Linked DNA regions of Mus musculus: region 2 is linked to region 1. A link is a contact called in public Hi-C data. All regions are on one chromosome and are shown on one strand. The core of a region is the stretch at or near the end of the contact, and the rest is flanking DNA. Distances in the headings are between cores, read along the strand shown. Region 1 overlaps Dlg2 (discs large MAGUK scaffold protein 2). Region 2 overlaps Dlg2 (discs large MAGUK scaffold protein 2).

What was found. Hi-C and Micro-C count contacts between places; a contact is called where the count stands out from the background.
Region 2: a Hi-C map of the C2C12 cell line shows a contact between it and region 1, with 3 times the contacts expected there. The contact joins two enhancer-like sites. A contact is called at or near these places in 4 of 484 Hi-C or Micro-C datasets (the C2C12 cell line, nephron progenitors, tail fibroblasts and 1 more).

What each region holds. Positions count from the first base shown.
Region 1 is chr7:91,589,485-91,595,387 of GRCm38.p6, reverse strand. The region is part of intron 2 of Dlg2 (discs large MAGUK scaffold protein 2); the gene reads right to left. Among named protein-coding and RNA genes, the nearest start is that of Gm24552, 350 kb to the right of the region's middle. Within about 2 kb of position 3,612, at least 43 of the 459 cell types and tissues checked have an H3K27ac peak or open chromatin away from gene starts, as enhancers often do. A contact at or near this core is called in the C2C12 cell line, where this site is marked.
Region 2 is chr7:92,044,957-92,050,612 of GRCm38.p6, reverse strand. All of the region lies in intron 11 of Dlg2 (discs large MAGUK scaffold protein 2), which reads right to left. Among named protein-coding and RNA genes, the nearest start is that of 4930567K12Rik, 72 kb to the left of the region's middle. Within about 2 kb of position 1,507, at least 13 of the 459 cell types and tissues checked have an H3K27ac peak or open chromatin away from gene starts, as enhancers often do. A contact at or near this core is called in the C2C12 cell line, where this site is marked.

The DNA of each region.
Region 1 (5,903 bases), core at 2,363-4,862:
GTACTCTACCATAGAAATACTTACACATCCATGTTTATTGCTCCTCTATTAATGACAAGGAAATGAAAAACAACTAGATGTACACCAGAAGATGTATGTGATAGATATATAGATGAAGATGTAGATATAGATATAATATAGATAATATAGATATAGACATAGACATAGACATAGACATAGATATAGATATGAAAGTGTGGGTATAAGATTTAGAAGGGGGACCAAAAAAGATAATATGAGGTCATGAGAAAGAATTTAATGAAGGCAAGTGGAAACATGAGTCATGAAGAAGATACAAGATAATTGCCTTTCAGTTTCAACTCTAGTATAGTTCTTTCTTTCTTTCTTTCTTTCTTTCTTTCTTTCTTTCTTTCTTTCTGTTATGGACACATCCATAAAACTTGTCATTGGTGTTGAAAGAGCAAAGCCCTAAAAGAAACTCCATGGCTCAGAATGAGAGTTTACTGAGATGCATACAGTAGGGGACTGGACATGTGGTTGAATGTCTATATTAATCTAGCTGTGTGGGAATTTTATTTGTTAGTTTATTACGTTAAAATGCTAAAAAAGTAAAAATGTGGCCAACTAATTTCTATATTGTTACCCATTCCAAAATGGTTATTGAAAAAAGATAGATGTTCAATAATTGCTGCTCTGCCAGATGAAGGTGGTATAAAGGTAAGATTATGACTATCCCCAAAGCACTCTGCCAAATGTGTCATGTAAGTCAAGTGCCATAATTAAACTTGTGTGGCAGAGAATGGTTTTACATCTACAATGTCCGTCTACTTTTCCTTTCTCTATACTTTATTCAAGTGCTTTGTTTGTTTGTTTGCTTGTTTGTTTGTTTGTTTGCTTGTTTGTTTGTTTGTTTGTTTTTGAGACAGGATGGTTTTTCTGTGTAGCCCTGCCTGTCCTGGCACTTGTTCTGTAGACTAGACTGGCCTTTATCTCACAGGGAGATCCTCCTGCCTCTGCCTCCTGGGACTAAAGGTGTGCACCACCACTGCATTCATTATTTTAACTTTACTTCAAAGGCAAAGGCTACAAGCCCAAAAGCAAACCATGAGACTTTTGACATTTGCTTCTTTACAGTTTGCTCCTCTGCATACTAATGAAGTCTCAGCACACAAACAGCCCTGAGTGGCAGACAAGGTTGCTGGGGCCTTGCTACTATGGGACATCAAACTCTTGTGCATGCTCCTGAACCAACTGTAGAATATTAATCTTCAGCGAGGAGGCACTCTCTCTTTTTATTCCTTAAAAGAAAATGTCATTTGTTTCTTGGAGTTTCATTCTCCCCCACTTTCAGGTGTTCCTTACCACCATGATCACAATGCAGTGTCCACTTTAATCTCGTTCCTTAAAATACCATTCAACTACTAGCACTTTTTGTGTTACATTCCTTTAGCATTTTGTCCTTTGAGCTAAGTCTGAAATATAGGTTTATGATTTCCACACTTGCTTAAAGCTAGTGCACTTTTTTATACATCTCCATTTAATCCTATTTTGGAGATTTAGCCTCCAATATTCAGAGCTTCTAACTCACCAAGAAATAGCTGTAACTCATGGAAAAAAACAAACAAACAAAAAACATAGCTCATTTTCACACTCTACTTGCTTAGTGATCCACTCTGATATACTTTTCTGTCTGCTATGGTCTAATGCTGCATCAGGAGTGCATTTGTGAGAAGCAAGCTTGCTGGTAAACATATATTCAGTTCATCCAATTCAGGCAAAAAATCACATCAGCGATAGCCCTGCATAGCAATTAGTATAACTATAATTTAATGCGTATACCATCAATACTAAGAAACTACACACTGTATCAGGCATACTAAAATAAGTCCTTAAAACCTGCAAATCCCAAAGCATCAACCATATCAAAAATACATCTTTTACATTTGAAATTTACTTAGAGTGGGAATATTTAAAGGAAAGGCAGTAACAAAAAATACTTTCCACTCTTCATTTCTCTATTTTTGTTAAGTTTGCATAACAGAAAGACAATGAATAGGAGGGGAATTTTCTGGAGGTAATTGGTGCAAAAAGGGTAGCTATTTCTTTTTAATTTATAGGGAAGTTACATGCTAAATGACACATTTACTTAAAATGTGAATGTATGTGAATATTATAGATTGGATTGAGTCACCTGTTCCTGGAATGCAATGGTTTAGAATAACCTGTCCTCTGCAGAAGATAACAAAGGCAAGGAAACCTCTCCAAAGACAAGCATGTAGTAATATAGGAAAATAAAGGTAGGGAAAAAAATGAGACTATGCAATTAGGAGAAGAAATATGAAGAAACTTCACCATTGCTTTTAAAGAAACTTTTTGAATAGACATCATAAATATTCTTTTAAAAATATTTTTATTCTTTGAGATTAAAATGTAGTTACACCATATCCCCTTTCTTTTCCTCCTTCTAACCCCCTACTCACATACTATTCCTTGGTCTCTCTCAAATTCATGGCCTCTTATTTTATTAATTGTTGTTATATGCATATATATGTATATATATATATATATATGTATATATATATATTCCATAAATAAATAAGTACAACGTGCTTAGTATAATGCTATTACATCACAAGAATCCATACTTCTTATATGTTTCTATGCTATCTAGAAATTCCAGATGATACCTTTAGACTCTCAGTGAGTCCATCTTTCCCCCACATATATTTAGTTGGCTACATTTTCCTGCTTCTGTCAAAGAATGAAGTTTAGTGGGCCTGACAAGATGGTTCAGTGAATAAACCATTTCCTATGCAAACTTGACACCCTGTAACCCATGGTGGAAGGAAAGAATCACATAAGGAAAGATATCCTTTGACCTCCATATGTGCTATAGAAAGCAACCACAAAACACACTAATAATTTTAAATTGAAGAAAAAACTTGTACTTCAACTTCCAGATTTCCTAAATACACTCATCTGTTACTTCTCACAGGCTTTATAAAGGAACACCTAATCTGCATTATTGTTTTCCTGCAAAGGCTTAGCCCCAGGACCATCTCCACCAGCTAATGTGACTGGGAATGGGATTCAAAAGAACCTTCTAACACTTGCTGAGCATGCCACATTCCGTGGCCATAGAACATGAAGACAAAAATCAACTTGGACCTGGGTTGGACACATCCTCCTGGGTGGCTTCCCCTCATAGCGTCCTGCCAGAAGGAATTCTTCAGAGTGCTGAGGGAGAGCTCGTAACAGGTTTACTTGGCTATAAAGCCTGAGTATAACAATATTGGCTGGCCAGGGAAATGAGCCCAGTGGAGAAGAACTGGCAAGTTCATTAGGAGGATAACAAAGTGCTTTCAGATTCTAGTTGAGGTTAGCTCCACAGGAGGGAATTTTTGTCTAGAATTGCAAACATAGTCAAAGCCTGATGTGGGAAGATCATATCTTAGCACAAAAGCTTCTGTTATTGTTTTGCTAAATGGACATGATATCTCTGTCAAATTATTTTCTAAATAGCTGTTTATGCCCACAGAGTAGCAGTGTGTGGAGGAATTTTATTCCAGAAACTGACAAGGGATCACATCCAAAGACCTCAGTCGGTCTGTGTGATTTGGCTGGAATACAGGTTTGCCACACATCCTTTAATCCCTCTGGCTGGAATACACAATTTTAATCCCTCTGCCTGGAAGGACTACAGACACACCCTTAGTACACATGTTTAATTGCAAACAATGAAGGTAAAATTAGTTTATAGAAGGAAGCAGCCATGTGTGAAAGTGACATCTAATTGAGGAGCACACAAAATTACAAATCAGAACATGATTTGACAAAATGGTCAGAGATAGGATACCCCCAACTCTCAGGACAACAGCACAGGAAAGAAAAGCTATTTAAGAGCAGGATAGTACAGGGAGAATGAGTCAGTGGTGAGTCAGCGCAGTGAGTGCACTGGAGTTGAGTTTCTGAGTTCATGCAGTTTAGTGCAGGTCAGCAGAGGCAGTTGAATCCAGCGAATAAGGAGCCAGAAGATTCGAACAAATTGCCATAGTTAGTTTATGGCTCAGCAGAGAAATTCAGTGAGAAGCTGAGAAAAGCCAGCTGAATCATCCAGCTTAGAGAGGACTTCGAGGCTTGGGGACTATCACAAAAGAAGATTCAGAAATAACTTAATAATTATAAGAAGGGATGAAGAATGGGGTGAGAAGTTGACTTCTGTACCGAGCATGGCTGCCAATCTATTGCACTCAGAGCAAAGAGACACAATGACCAAGGCAACCCATAGAAAGGAGAACATTTCATCGGGGCTGAATTACAGTTTCATAGGTTCAGTCCACTATCATTATGGCAGAAAGCATGGCAGTGTCCAGGTACCTCCAGGCATACATAGTGCTGGAGAAGGAGCTGAGAGTTCTGCATCTTGATCAGAAAGCAGCCAGCAGAAGACTGCCATCCAGGCAGCTAGGAGGAGGTTCTAAAAGCTAGGAGGAGGGTCTATGGGATATAGAAAATCCCATGCTAAATTTCAGTTGGGCTTCTGAGGGGAAACAATTTGAGAGAAATAATCAGCTTTAAGTTTTTGTTTGCCTCCATTAAGGACTTTCAGAATACAAATGAACTGCAGTGTCACTGGTAAATCATGAGAAAGTAAACAGGTTAGTATGTAAGCTAGCACCATGCTTGTCACTGTGAAAAGACAAAATAAGTGTCATTAACTTGCTGTTCTATATAAAGGACAGCATAGTTTCATGTCTTCACCCATTTCAGGTTTTTCATTAATAGCTCATTAAATATCTCTAAGATCATCCCAGGTCAACAAAATTTTTGTGTTTGTATGTCACTTTCCCATATGAATGCAGTCTAGTTTACAAACGTCTCTATTTATGAGTGCCAGTGTTATTTCTAATTGTTTATCCTTCCAGTTAGCCCTAATGTGTTATTGTCTACTGAATGCATGTGTCTGCCCACATTCACAACTTTATGTGTATTTAGGATAGGAATATTTGACTGGTAGCAGGTAAGATGGGTATTGTATCAATATATATGAATCCAGAGCAGCTCTACAGATCTCTAGCATAATTTCAACCTGCCAGAGCACCATGCAAATTATATGTTCCAGATGGCAGAACTACAAGATGAAGAACTCCTAACCCTACTATATCTGACAGTGGAGAAAGATATTGTCACTATGCTATTCTCACGAGAGTCTGTGGTTATCACAGAATCACCTCTTAATTCATGACTAATACAAACCTACTTATTTCACATATATATGAATATTTTTGAATTAATTTTCTGTAATAGAATTAAACTTAATCATTAGCTTGTATTTCATATATTCTACAACACAGAAGCATATCCCATTTTGTAATGTATCCCAGTGCCTCAGTCCTAGGTTGTTCTTCCAGCCCAACTGGCCTCCTTTGGTGCCTTCCTGTTTCCCATCTAACATTGTCTAATGGTGAGCTCTTCACTGCTGTGTATGTTATTGACAGATTAATTGGTTCATTTTCTATTCTGAAAGTGCATACAGATTTCTGAGACTCCTACCAACTATCTGAAATGTGTATATGTAATGTGTATACATGCATATAGATTATTTCTAGGACTTTTTTTTAATGTAGCATTTATCAGGTCCACAGTAACTCAGAGGGTGCCTGCTCAGGGCAGAATTCAACATGGTGCTTGATAAATGGTGGTAGCCATCACATTTTGCAGTCATTTCCTACAATAAAAGTGTGCCTTGTATATAGATGGCAGTTAGGAACAAAATGATGATTAGTTTTTGGAGAAAACTAATGATTTACTAGTTTTGTTACCATGGTATTTCTTATTTTTTCTTCCCACACAATGTTTTATTAATGATTACTCTTTCTTAGAATATTGATTAATTAGGAAAGATGAATGAAAATTACATAGACGAGAAGCCCATATAATTA
Region 2 (5,656 bases), core at 258-2,757, 460 kb before region 1:
AGGTTAACCTAGGTGAGAAGACCTACACCGACTACAGGCAGCACCATTTCATGGGCTTGTGTCTCAGGATGTGTAAGAAAAACTAATCAGTTGATCTCACTCACTAACCTGTCTCTGCATCCTTACTATTGATGTGCTGTGACAAGAAGGCCTCTGGATTTTGGTTCTACATCGCCCTTTCCATGATGGAATGATCCCATCAGATTGTAAGTCGAGAAATGTCTCCTTTCTTTAAGTTACTTCTTTTCAAGCATTGTTCACAGCAACAAGAAGCATAATGAGCACAAGATGAATGCTTGCACATTTTATTAATAAGGAACAATGATATCAAAATGCAATTTCCTACCAATGTTCATAACCTTCCTTCAACAAGGGATTATACTTTGCAAAATTTAGTAGGCTTTGCAAAGTGTGGTTTTTTTTTCCCCCTATAGCTCCGTGAGAATTTTTCAAGTTTATGCCTAGAAATAAAATGGTTCAGCTCTTGACAGCGCCCACTATGAGGACAGAACGTCCACGTTTGAAGAAGGTTTGAAAAAGGTATTTTTACATGGTTATGCCTCCTGTCACATGGTCATCAGAACTGTGCCTGGACCATGCTACAAGTTTTCTTCAAATCAGCTTCTCTGCCTTTATTCTTGAAATTACAGAGATACATGTCATTGGGTATAATCCATGGTTACATTGTTACCCTCATTAGATTGCAAACTACTCAGGAGTAGGAATTGGATGTTATTTCCATAGTGATCTTCTCAAAGTCTTTAGCTGAATGTCAGAAACATGATAGACATTCCACACATGTTTTGTTGAATTGATGAATTAAGTGATAATCAATCAATGACTTACTGGATGGTTATCTCCTGCATAATTTTCTTTGAGTAGTAAGACTATAGTATAAGCAAGAGATTTAATCAGACATGAGACATAGTAAATATTGATGACTATCAGTGCGAGAATACACTTTGGTGGAGGAATCATCTGCCAGTCCTGAAGATCATCAGAGAGATTAAGTGAAGAGAAAGACCGCTGGCTTTCTCTTTGATAGCTGAGCAGCATCTGGCCTGTGTCAGAGGATATGGATGTGCTATCTTATAATTGGCCAGGAGAAGGAAGTAAACAAAAGTCCTAATGGAATTTGAGAGTCTCTGAGGGATGAACAATATATGCAGAGAAAAACACCAGATTTAGTTTGGATATATAAAGATGGATGTCTCAGGATGAACAATTGAGTTCAGGCTGACAAATGGTAGCCACATAAATTCTCTTTCGTTTGGAAAAGTGAATAAAAATAGTAAGTAAAATAAATGAAGAAAGTTCATTGAGAGACCAGGAGACTGAGGATAGAGAAAGATGACAGAGATGGGTAGGAAGCAGCGGTGGCAGGAAGGATGTCAGCTCCAGCACACAGGTAGATAAACAGGAAAGGCATCAGGCCAAGCAATGAGCAGAACAGCAGAACTAATCAGAGACAGGAGTGAGAAAATTATGTCTTTGCAGCACACTATCCTGATGAGCAACCAGGAGTCTGAATCAGACTGCATTTCTGGAGAAGACAGCAGATCCAGCATGAGTCAGCTTCCTTATGTTACATTTCTAAATTGCAACTTCTACTAATCAACATCACTCTAGATTGTTTTCAGCTAAGCAATGTGCAATCCAGTGTCCAGCAACTAATAACAGTGCTTTCTCTTTGTCTAGTTGTTGCCTATCTTCTTGTTCTCATGAAAGCCTTGAACTCCTTATGAGGTCAGATTCTCTGCTATTGGTATAGATTCTCAGGGCATCACAGTCCTTCCTTCCCCTTTTATAGAGCTTAGCACAGTAATAGGTTTACATTGGTTTGTGTGATTGATCAATATTTCCTTTTCTGTAGTAGAATGAATACAGAACTGATTTTCTTCCTTCCTTCCTTCCTTCCTTCCTTCCTTCCTTCCTTCCTTCCTTCCTTCCTTTCTTTCTTTCTTTCTTTCTTTCTCTCTCTCTCTCTCTTTCTTTCTTTCTTGTTCTTTCTTTCATTCTCTTTCTTTCTTTCTTTCTTTCTTTCTTTCCTTTCTTTCTTTCTTTCTTTCTTTCTTTCTTTCTTTCTTTCTTTCTTTCTTTCTTTCTTTCTTTCTTTCTTCCTAAGCATTCTATTTCCAACTGAATTTATTCACTTGCAGCATCATAAACAGACAAAAGTCTATAAGAGCCTCCTTAATTCTGCAAAGATGCTATTAAAAATGACAGCATTTATAGAGGAATGGGGTATGAATCTAAAGAACAGGTTGGTGCTGTGAAAACATTAGGAGGCTTGAGACTGATAACTGTCACAGTTTGAGTAATTAAATCCTGCCATAGAATAAGGGTATCTGTATCTGGCTAGTAAACTTGAAGCTGAGACTTTTTGTATTCCTCTTCGACTCCTTGGTATATAATCAGCTCTCCAGTGCTGTTTCAATCAGTGTCATATGTGACTCTATTATTACTTGTTTACTGGGTATTGATTAAGAGTGGTAATTTTCCAGTTGAATGTTCTAAAGCTCACTGTTTTGGGTTTTCCTAATTGCATAATAATGAGGAGAAAATTAATTTATAATTTACTTTGAGGTCTTTATTAAACCAATTTATTAAAAATAAAAATTACTCCCAAGAAGATATGCCTACTGGTAATAAGTAATCACATTAGTTCAGATTATGCACAGAAAATAAGAACTACTTCTAAGAAAATAATGTTTTCAGCCAAATTCTCCTGTGGATTCTGTGACATGCCTTCTTGACAGACAGCCACTGATGAACTCAGAGACTCTGTCAGAGTGGGAGGCCACTGAGCCCACAGCCCAGCAGCTCCTAATAACCACATTTCTGACCTAAGGCCTCTGCTTTATTCTTGGTACCACTGGATAAAACACAAGCCGATAGGGTAAAAGTTTTTTTTTCTTTCTTTCTAATTTAGTACCTTTTCAGGGGAACAAATCAAATTAGGAATTAATTCTATTGGTATTACCCTCTTATGAAATTTAGTTTTTGACCTCAAAAACCTCCAAAATCATATTGATTTCTACACCTTGTTTAAATGGCCTCCACATTAGCCAAGTTGTAATAAAACTTACAAAAAGATTTGTTTATTTGTTCACAGTTGCTATTTCAACAGCAGATGGCAATAGAAATCCAGGCCCTCTGAGAGCTTTAGCATCTGAGCTTGGGAAGTTCTTAAATACCTCCTCTCTGCAGTCACAGCACTTTTTAGCATTGATAAATTCTGGGCGCTCCATAAAGTTTCCTGACACCTTTTGTATTGTCAGCTCTGTACACGGAAGGAAAGATTACAGGGCCCAGGAAAGAATGTTTCTTTGGTTAAGGAAATAGGGGGGGAAAAAAAAAGCCCAACAGAAAGCAGGCAAACGAGCTGAGGCCTCTGTAAGAGCAGAGGTGGAAACAGGAATCAGGAAACAAGAAAAGAAATGGCAAGGAAATGTGACTGGAGGCAGAGGTGGTGCCAGGGTGACATTCTCTACTGCTCCTAATGAGGGATTTAAGTTTAATCTCTGAAGATTCAGAGTTCCCCCACTCCCGGGTGAGTCCTTTCAGTTTAGGATCCTTGGCAGGGATAAGGCTAGAAATCCCACCCTGAAGCTTTTTAACTCCAGAGGCAGGTCTGTTCATATTGGAGATGATTTTATTTTGGTGGGGGTAATGGTGGTGGTGACAGGGATTCAATGTCTTTGAAAAACATTGAAAACATTATTATTATCTGCTGTTAGTTCCCTTAATTTAGTTTTTTATCTGTTCTGTAAAAACATTCTTCATGTGGCTGGATAATGACGTAAACAGGCAGGAGGCAAAAGGCGGTGTCTCTCATTGGTTAAGAGCATACATATACTACTCGTGCAAGGGACTGCATGCCATTCCTAGCACCCAATTGAGTCAGCCACAACCACCTGTAGCTCCAGTTCCCAGTTCCAGAGGTATCCTCTGCCTCTGGTCTTCATGGGTACCTGCGCTTATATGCAGACACATATGCATATTCACTATTAAAAACAAAGTGTTAAAATAAAGAAGTTATGCCTATATGTGATTTTCAGCTATAGGTAGCATTTAAACATTGTAGGGATATACAGAAATCTCCATGTGCCTCTCTGTTTTTAAGAAATTGCTAAACTTATTTCTAACCTTTTCCCCCATTCTTCCCTCTTCCTTCCCTCTCCTCCCTTCCCCCTCCCTCCTTCCACTCCTATTTATTTTCCTCCATCCCTCCTTCCCCCTTTTCCCCTCCTCTCTCTCTCTCTCTCTCTCTCTCTCTCTCTCTCTCTTTTAAGATAACATACTACTGTATAGCTGTGCTAGAACTCCTGCTTTAGCCTCTGAGAGCTGGAATTATAGTTATGGGTTGCAGGCCTGCACTTTCTCTGGTAAACAGTGGCTGCAATTTCTAACCACTGATCTTAGTAAGTAACAACTTGAACAAGGCTTCTTCTTCAAATCTGAAAGAATACCTCTGTACCTTGATGCATATGTCAGCAGATTAGCCCCCTTCACTCACTACTGCCATTGCTTTATGGGGTAAGGGCTGAGCAGTGTACTGGAGGAAGTTGAATCAGAATCTGGAACTGTTGCAGACTACTCTCCTAGTACATCGGCAAGGATGCCTGAAGCTACCTGCCTCAGAGGGCTACATATTCCTAGACATGAAGAGCAATGGGCTCCCAAAATTCAGGCTCATAGGAATAGATTTCAAAGTCTAGAAGCAAAATGATCACTTCCAAAATGTCAGTTCGTAACCTGTGGGTATGACCCTTCTAGGGGTCATATAACAGATATCTTGCATATCAGATATTTAACATATGATTCATAACAGAGGCAAAATTACAGTTATGAAGCAGCAATAAAATAATTTTATGGTGGAGGGGTCACCACAACATGAGGAACTGCATTAAAGGATCGCAACATCAGAATGGTTGAGCACCTCTGTGTTTGAGCTGGAAGACACTTTTTACCTCCATCTTGTTTCTTGGTACGATAGGTGAGAACAGCTTAACCCTACACAGCGGTGGTGGGAGACTCGAACTGTAAGCCCTAATCAAATCATGACCTGATTCTAAGGCTACTCAGTATCATCTTGATAAATATGAAGCAAATTTAGCTACAAATAAACTTAAAGCCAGGCAAAAGCGGAAGATAATAAATAATTCCATTTAAAATCTTAGCAGCTAATGCTAATCTCAGCAGCTCTATCAAAACCCTTCTAGATTTTTGAATGTGACTTCGTTTTTCTCTCTGCTTGCAACCTCTTCCCACCATCCTCAGAATTCAGCCCATGCCACCCTTTGTGAGAATCAAGCACATCAAAGCCAATTCCTTCTGCGCTAGTCTTGCTGATTCTATTGACTCCCCATATTGCTAAAGTCTGCTTATGCTGGGCTGTTTTGATGTCAATTTTGTTGCTCCAATCAACTGTTTCTTTAGGATATTCTTTGGCCTTGAATATCTGTTATTATCATGTGTCTGTCATTTGCATGCATTATTAAAATGTTTGGCAATGTTTTCACTCATATTTATTAATGAAGTAAAAGCTGGCAGATGGTATCTGTAAGGTGTTTAATTAATATACATATATATATGTATATATATGTATATGTATGTGTGTGTGTGTATTTGCTTCTGCTTTTTATTTCTTCTC